Regions from separate parts of the Rattus norvegicus genome. Here region 2 is linked to region 1. A link is a contact called in public Hi-C data. All regions are on one chromosome and are shown on one strand. Each heading gives the region's core, a stretch centred on a gene start, on an enhancer-like site or on the middle of the called end of the contact. The rest is flanking DNA. Distances are from core to core; before and after follow the strand shown.

What was found. A called contact is a pair of places that touch in the nucleus more often than the background predicts.
Region 2: a Hi-C map of Schwann cells shows a contact between it and region 1, with 8 times the contacts expected there. The contact joins the promoter of Aqp5 here to the enhancer-like site in region 1. A contact is called at or near these places in 3 of 12 Hi-C or Micro-C datasets (the A7r5 cell line, Schwann cells and mammary epithelial cells).

What each region holds. Positions count from the first base shown.
Region 1 is chr7:132,431,212-132,434,958 of GRCr8, forward strand. Nckap5l (NCK-associated protein 5-like) reads right to left here. Exons shown (of 13, transcript NM_001271369.3): 13 at 2,363-3,747. The coding sequence ends at 3,726. Among named protein-coding and RNA genes, the nearest start is that of Tmbim6, 27 kb to the left of the region's middle. Within about 2 kb of position 1,765, at least 35 of the 93 cell types and tissues checked have an H3K27ac peak or open chromatin away from gene starts, as enhancers often do. A contact at or near this core is called in Schwann cells, where this site is marked.
Region 2 is chr7:132,599,817-132,603,563 of GRCr8, forward strand. It overlaps Aqp5 (aquaporin 5), which reads left to right and starts at 1,712. Exons shown (of 4, transcript NM_012779.2): 1 at 1,712-2,182; 2 at 3,216-3,380. The coding sequence starts at 1,820.

The DNA.
Region 1 (3,747 bases), core at 515-3,014:
TATTTATTTATTTATTTATATGAATACACTGTAGCTGTCTTCAGACACAGAAAAGGGCATCAGATCCCATTACAGATGGTTGTGAGCCACCATGTGGTTGCTGGGATTTGAACTCAGGACCTCTGGAAAGCAGTCAGTGCTCTTAACCTCTGAGCCATCACTCCAGCCCCATATATTTTTATAAAACATATACCTATATATTTTATTTTTTATTAAATACATTTATGGGTGAGCAAGTGCAGAGCACAAAATTTAAGTCAGAGGACAGCTGTCAAGAGTCTGTTTTCAGGGCTGGGGATTTGGCTCAGTGGCAGAGCGCTTGCCTAGGAAGTGCAAGGCCCTGGGTTCGGTCCCCAGCTCCGAAAAAAAAGAACCAAAAAAAAAAAAAAAAGAGTCTGTTTTCTCCTTCTATCATGTGAGTCTGGGGAAGGGAACTGAGGTTGTCAGGCTTGGTGGTAAGGCCTTTACTGTGAGCCACCAGGGGCTGTTTTTGAAACAGGCTCTTCTGTAGCTGAGGCTACATTCTGTAGCTCGGAAGGCCTGGAGAGCCTGACCTCCTGCCCCTCCCTCCCAGGTGCTGAGGTCACAGGTGTTAACAACTCACACCTGGCTTCCAAAAAGGTTGCCCCCCACCCCCCGTGTGTGTGTGTGTGTGTGTGTGTGTGTGTGTGTGTGTGTGTGTGTGTGTGTTTGAAACAGTTTCTTTGTGTAGGCCTGGATGACTTAGAACTCACTCTGTAGACCAAGTTAGCCTCAAACTTAGAGATCCACCTGCCTCTGCCTCCCAAGTGCTGGGATCAACAGTGTGAGCCACCAAACTTGGCCTTGCTTTCTTATTAAGACAGCCTGTTATTGGGGGTTGGGAATTTAGCTCAGTGGTAGACCGCTTGCCTAGAAGTACAAGGCCCTGGGTTCAGTACTCAGCTGAGGGGGTGGGGGGGGGAAGACAGCCTGTTATTGAACCTATGACTTAGCATTGTCCCGCCTGGCTACTTATCAAGCCCTGATAGCCACCTGGTTTTGCCCACCCCCTCCCCCTTCCCTTCCCCAAGTACTGAGGTTACAGACACACACCTTCTAGCCTGGCTTTTATGTAGGTGCTGGCTAGGTGTTTGAAACTAGGGTTCATGTTCCCACAGCAAGAGGTACCCTGAAACTGGAGTTAGGGATGGCTGTGAACCAGCCCAAATTTAGGTCTTTAATAATTAAAACTTTTTTTTTTTTGGTTCTTTTTTTCGGAGCTGGGGACCGAACCGAGGGCCTTGCGCTTCCTAGGCAAGCGCTCTACCACTGAGCTAAATCCCCAACCCCTTTTTTTTTTTTTTTAAAAAGCTGGTCCCTACTCTAAAATCAGACAGGTCCACAAGTACTTACGGTGAGGCGAGCTTGTGGCTTTAAGGGATTTATTTATACCACTTGAATTGCCCCAGAGAGCAAGGGCGGGGTCAGGAGTCTGCCGAAGCGCATGTTTTCTTTTTTTAAACTTTTTTAAAGGAAACAAAACATACTATTTGTAGGGGAAAAGGAGGGGAGCGATAAAGCCCTGGCAGCCCAGTGAGGCTCAGTTCTTTTTCTTTTTTGGGGTGTGGGGAGGGAGGGCGGGGAGTCCTGCAAAAAGAGAGGTGCCAGTGTGGGCTGCCTCTTTCCCACCTTTTGCTTTTGGCCTTCTGGGGGGAGGGCAGCTGTTTGGCAGTCTGAACTTCCTGTGTTCAGGAAAACCAGCTGAGGTCTTACATGAACATTCGCCCATTGTTCTTGAGGAGAGTGAGGTCACTGGAACTTTGCAAGCAGCTGTTGCAAACGGAGACACCAAGTGTTCTGCCCCAGCCAGGATCAAGGAGGCTTTCAGCGAAGCTTTTCTTGGCGGCCAAGAAACTGGGTTCCCTGGAGTATCAGTAAACGCACCCACATGCTCCCTCCGGTGTGGGCGGGGTCAGGGGCTGGGCATTATCATCTGGGCTAATGCTGACTGGGCTCAGGCAGAACCATGGTGGGCAGGGCTGCCTCCGGGGACCATTATGGTCCATGCCCTGGGTCATTTCTCCAGTCAACTCGTACTGACCCAGGGAGTGAGGTGGCACCTGGTATATTCAAGTTCCTAGCATACTGACCAGATCCTGGAGAGAACACGGATGGGCCCTTTGGTCTTAGCTTTGAAGGGAAGGAGATGTAAGGAAATCAAGCCCACCATGCCAAATTCCTTTCCAGGAAGGAACGGGATCCAGAAGGCCAAAGCAGTTCTAACAGGAAATGATGTAATGCATCAGACTTAGACCAATAATAGGTCAAGAAACCAGTCAGGAGGATGCAGACTTCTTTAGCCCTCCTAGGAAGAGGGCAGGAATGAGACTGCATCATCAGACCCTTGTTAATTTCTTTAATGATGACCTCAGCTGAAGGAAGAAGGCAGAGGCCAGATGTGGGACGGAGCACAGAGCATGAAGGAGAAGGCTGCTGACAGGACCACCTGGCCTTCCACAATCTAATATACAGATGAGGAAAACCAAGGTCTGTAGTGATACGGTTATTTGGAACGCCAGCTCTGGTGATAAATATCCTTGGCTTCTTCTAGTGCTCCCAAGCCATACAGAGATGGTTTATAAAGCATGGGGACATGGGGAGAGAGACTGCATGGTGTGCAGGTGTGAGGGGATTCCTACCAGGCTTCTTCCCTTTCAGCCTGGGTAGTCATTGACTTGTTCTACGCCTTCACATAAGCCAGTGAGACTGCTCTGAACTGGCCTGTCCCCTATCTGGCACACGGAGGGGCTTGAGTGCATGATCACAGACCTCTTCTCCCATTTTCTCTCCAAGGCTGCATGGCCTTGTGCCCCACCAAGTCAGGGACATTCTCCCAATCTTAGATCTAAGCAGGTCCCTGTAAGTCACCTCCTAGGGGTCTCCAGCCATCTCCTCCAGGGCACACAGCCTCACAAAGCCCTGAAAGTGCACACCCATCCACCTGAAGGGTTATAGAGAAGACAGCATATGGTGGCGTTGCCATACAACAGTCGCGGTGGGGAGAGGCCTCCATATTTTATTAGGGATACCGCAGGAGCAGAGGCTGCCATTCAACAACAGATAAATTAACCGCAGTGCGGGTCGGGCGTGGGGACTTGGCCAGGCGCTTTTATATATATATATATATATATATATATATATATATATATATATATATATATATATATATATATATATATATATATATATATATAAACAAAGATGAAGACAGACAGACAGACCCCACGATGTGGGGAAAGGAGGCAGCACCATTCAGACAGCAGGGAGGACCAGGGCAGAGAGAGAAGGCAACTTGTCCCCCTCACTCCCCAAACTCCGTAAGCCTGGGGCTTCCAAAATCAGCCCCATGGGGGCTTTGGGGCAGGGTTGCAGCCAGGTTGGGCAGAGGTGGCACAGCTGGTGGGCAGGAAGCCCAGCACCGAAAGATGGCTCGGCCTGAAGAGGGAGCTGGGACTAAGCAGCCTGGAGCCCCCATCCCTTAGAGCAGAGCCTTACTCTGAGGAGTGAAGGGGGTGAGGTCTCTCCCTGAGCTGGGCATGGTTGTCTCACAGCAGCGGTGGCATATGCCAGGGACCCCTGTCGCCTTCTCACCCACCTTCTCCTTGGTCCCTTCGGATCAAGCCTCCCCGGCTCCAAGGCGTGGAGCACGGAGGCAGGTCCTCTGGGGTCCCTAGCTCCAGAGGAGCTGCAGTGGGTGCAGTCCCTCAACCCTGACTCCCGCAGGAG
Region 2 (3,747 bases), core at 462-2,961, 170 kb after region 1:
GGCCTGAAGGTCTCTGATCCTGGATGTACTGCCTTGCTCTGCGGGGGGCATAGCCCTGCGACTCCGGAGAAAAGAACAGTCCACCTGACCAGAGCCGTTAGGGAGGAGTCGCTCAGCAGGAAATGCCAGGCAGAATGGGAACAATAGTGGGGTTTCTTTGGACCCTGTTTTCTTTGGCCTCTTAGCTGCCACCTGGCCCAAGGTTCCTCCTCCCGGTTCTTGCCTTCCTGTAGGCTCCACCCTCCTCCCCTGCTGGACACGTGTATTCCCCCACTGCACCCTACTGCTCAATTGCCCTAGGAGGTTTTTAAAATTGACCAAGGCGGAGGTGACTCTCCTGGGCCTTGCTCTATGGGTGATACCATGCAAAGAGCTCAAGCACGAATTTTGGGGGGCAGAGGGTAGGCAGCTCCTTTTCTGGGATCCTGAGGGTGGATCCTTGCCCTGCCCCCAAACCCTGGAAAGCCCTCCAATCTCCTTTCACACATACCAAACCTGCAGAGGGAGGGTTGGGAGGACAAGAGGGAGCTGGAAACTATAAAAATGTGCTGCCCAGTACAAGAGTGGAAGGACTTGATGGGGTGGGGGTGGGGGCCAGAAAGACAAACTGTATGAGTGTCCGACGTAGGAATGGGAGATAGCCGGGCAGAAATAAAGACCCACAGGTTAAAAGAGACCAAGGAAAGAGCTAGAAACAGTAATGGACGGATTGACTGGGGGAAAAAAAGAAAGAAAAAGCAAAAACCAAGAGTCAGAGAGATGGAGGAACTCACGCACATGGAGAGAGAGAGAGAGAGAGAGAGAGAGAGAGAGAGAGAGAGAGAGAGAGAGAGAGAGAAGAAAGAACAAGGATAAAAAGCAAACAGCCACTCAAAGGTCTAAAGTGAGGGAGTTCTGGTGGGTTGGAAACAGAAGAGGCCAAGATCCTTCCCTCTGACACCAGTCTCAGGGCCACTTCCCTAAGCCCAAACAACCCAAATTGGTCAACACTCCGAGGTCCCCAAGGGCTCCCACTGAGAACGCCTCCTAGAGCCCGCTGCCTAGAGCCAACACTGCCACACGCGGCGTCGAGGATTGCCATTAGGCTGGCATTGCGCTCCCGACCCAACGCCCCCGCTCCCGCCGGGCTGGACCGGGGAGAGGCCCACAATGGCCGAACCGCCCCCGCCACGGGCGGATTGGGAGCTAAGAGGCGCTGTCCTCAGAGAATCGCATCACTCTGGCCGGGCCGAGGGTGAGACCGGGTCAAGATGCTCGGGTCGCGCGAGCCAGAGGAGGAGAAAGGGGGAAGGCTGCCGGTCGGCCCGGGACGCCGGTAAAGCCGGCCGGAGACGGACTTCCAGAGCTCTGTGGGAGCGGAGAGCCAGGACCGCGCTCAGCAGCCCGGGGAGTCCCGCACGCACGTCGGCCAGGAGGGCGCGGGAACAGCGCTGAGCGCACGATGCGCGCGACCCAGGCCGCGGGGCCGGTTTACACCGCCGCGTGGGTCACGTGGCCCGGGCGGGTCCGCCGCTGTGCGGCTGGGGGGCCCGGGGCGCGCGGAGCGGGGGGAGGCGAGCGCGCCCCGGCCAGGCTCGCGCCCTGCGCTCTGCGCTGGCCCCTGGGCGCGGGAGCCGCCCCCGGCCCCCCCGCGCTCTGCCCGCCGCGGGGCGCGCGCCCTCTATATAGCGCGCCCCTGCCCGGTCCGCGCCAGGTCACCTGCCACCGAGTGGGCACCGCACCGCGCGCAGAGCCCCGCAGACAGACGCCCGCCGCTACCAGCGCCGCCCCGACGGCCGCCCCGCAACCCTCCCGCTGCCACCGGGCCCCCAAGGCCACCATGAAAAAGGAGGTGTGCTCCCTTGCCTTCTTCAAGGCGGTGTTCGCAGAGTTCCTGGCCACCCTCATCTTCGTCTTCTTTGGCCTGGGCTCAGCACTCAAGTGGCCCTCGGCTCTGCCCACCATTCTGCAAATCTCAATTGCCTTTGGCCTGGCCATAGGTACCTTAGCCCAAGCTCTGGGACCTGTGAGTGGTGGCCACATCAATCCAGCCATTACTCTGGCCCTCTTAATAGGAAACCAGATCTCGCTGCTCCGAGCTGTCTTCTACGTGGCAGCCCAGCTGGTGGGCGCCATTGCTGGGGCAGGCATCCTGTACTGGCTGGCGCCACTCAATGCCCGGGGTAACCTGGCCGTCAATGCGGTGAGTGTCCACCAGACTGTGGAGGGATGGCCAGGGACGCTGGGGACATTTCAGACCAGATCCTCCATGCTTCCCCCTTCTTAAGAAAGGATAAAGGGTACAAGCCAAGCAACAGTGCACAACTATGCCGGTAAGAACAGGCTGACCAACCTCCTAGCCAAGCTCGGTGCTCCCTGGTCCTGGCTCCTTGGTCCTGGCTTCTCTTCACATTCTACCTCCTCTACCCTTCCCTCTTAGGCCGCTCTTCCTGGCCTAACTCCCCCTGGCCACCGAGACATCTCTTCAATTTCTAATCTCACCTGTGAGTTCTTTCTTGTCATCCCCTTGGTGGTGTCATTTTAACAGACCCACCAGAGAGCAAGGGGTAGTAGTAATCAGTCCCGGTCTAGAGCAACCGTGATCTCCCTGGGCTTCCAGTTTATTAGCCATTACGTGGAGGTGATTAGAGCACAGTGTCGTGGGGATTGCACTTGGAAGCCATGATGGGACACCGCCCCCAATACTGGCTCCCTCTTCTGTAATCCCTGTTCCTGCCTCCTGTTGTCTCCCCATTTTTGGAGCCCTAGATTCAGCCCCCTGTCCCATGTGAACTGGGCTCATTAATCAAACACAGAGGAGGATTTTCTCGGCCATTGTCAAGCTGTGAGTCAGCCACTGGAGAGACGGGTTTGAAGTTGGCACTGGCAGTGGGTCAGGCACGGATAGGAGGCCAGGGGCTGTTTGCAGTAGGCAAACTGGGCAGCTGCCCACAGGAGGGAGGGTAAATGCCAGCTCATGGGGGCTGGGGATTGGGCAGAGTCGTTGACATGATGGCACCCAGGAAAACTCGCTGACACCCTACCCTCCGGCTACAGGCCTGAGAGCTTCAAGCTTGTGCACACTGAAGTGCGGTTTCTCCAATAGCCCGTCTGGGTCATGCTCTTGGCTTCCAAGAGCTCAGGCTCTAGGTGTCCTTGAAGACCAGAGCCTCGCTTGTCTACCCCTGTCACAGAGCCTGAAGGCAGCAGGCTCCTAACCCAGCTCTTCCTTACAGCTGAACAACAACACAACGCCTGGCAAGGCCATGGTGGTGGAGTTAATCTTGACTTTCCAGCTAGCCCTCTGCATCTTCTCCTCCACCGACTCTCGCCGAACCAGCCCTGTGGGCTCCCCAGCCTTATCCATTGGCTTGTCTGTCACACTGGGCCATCTTGTGGGGGTGAGTAGTGCTGACACAAGCTGGGGTGTCGTGGAGTTGAACACCAGCTCCTCCAGATGGATAAGACCCAGCAGAGTTTAAGACCTGGTCTTGACTATCTAGGCTGTTGCCTTACTGGACCCTAGGTTTAATGTTGCCCACCCCCCCCAAAAAAAAACCCTCTCTGGACTGAGAAACTGAACGAGTGGAAGGAAGGGAGCATAGAGACTCAAGCTGAAGCAAAGGCTGAGAAGGCAGGGGATGTGTTTAGGAGTGTGTGGTGGGCAGCTGGGCTGCATGGACAGTCAGCATCCTAGAAACTGAGAAACCTGGATTTGAGATGTGGCTGGCCCCTGCACTGTATGACCCCCGAGAGAGTCAGAAATCT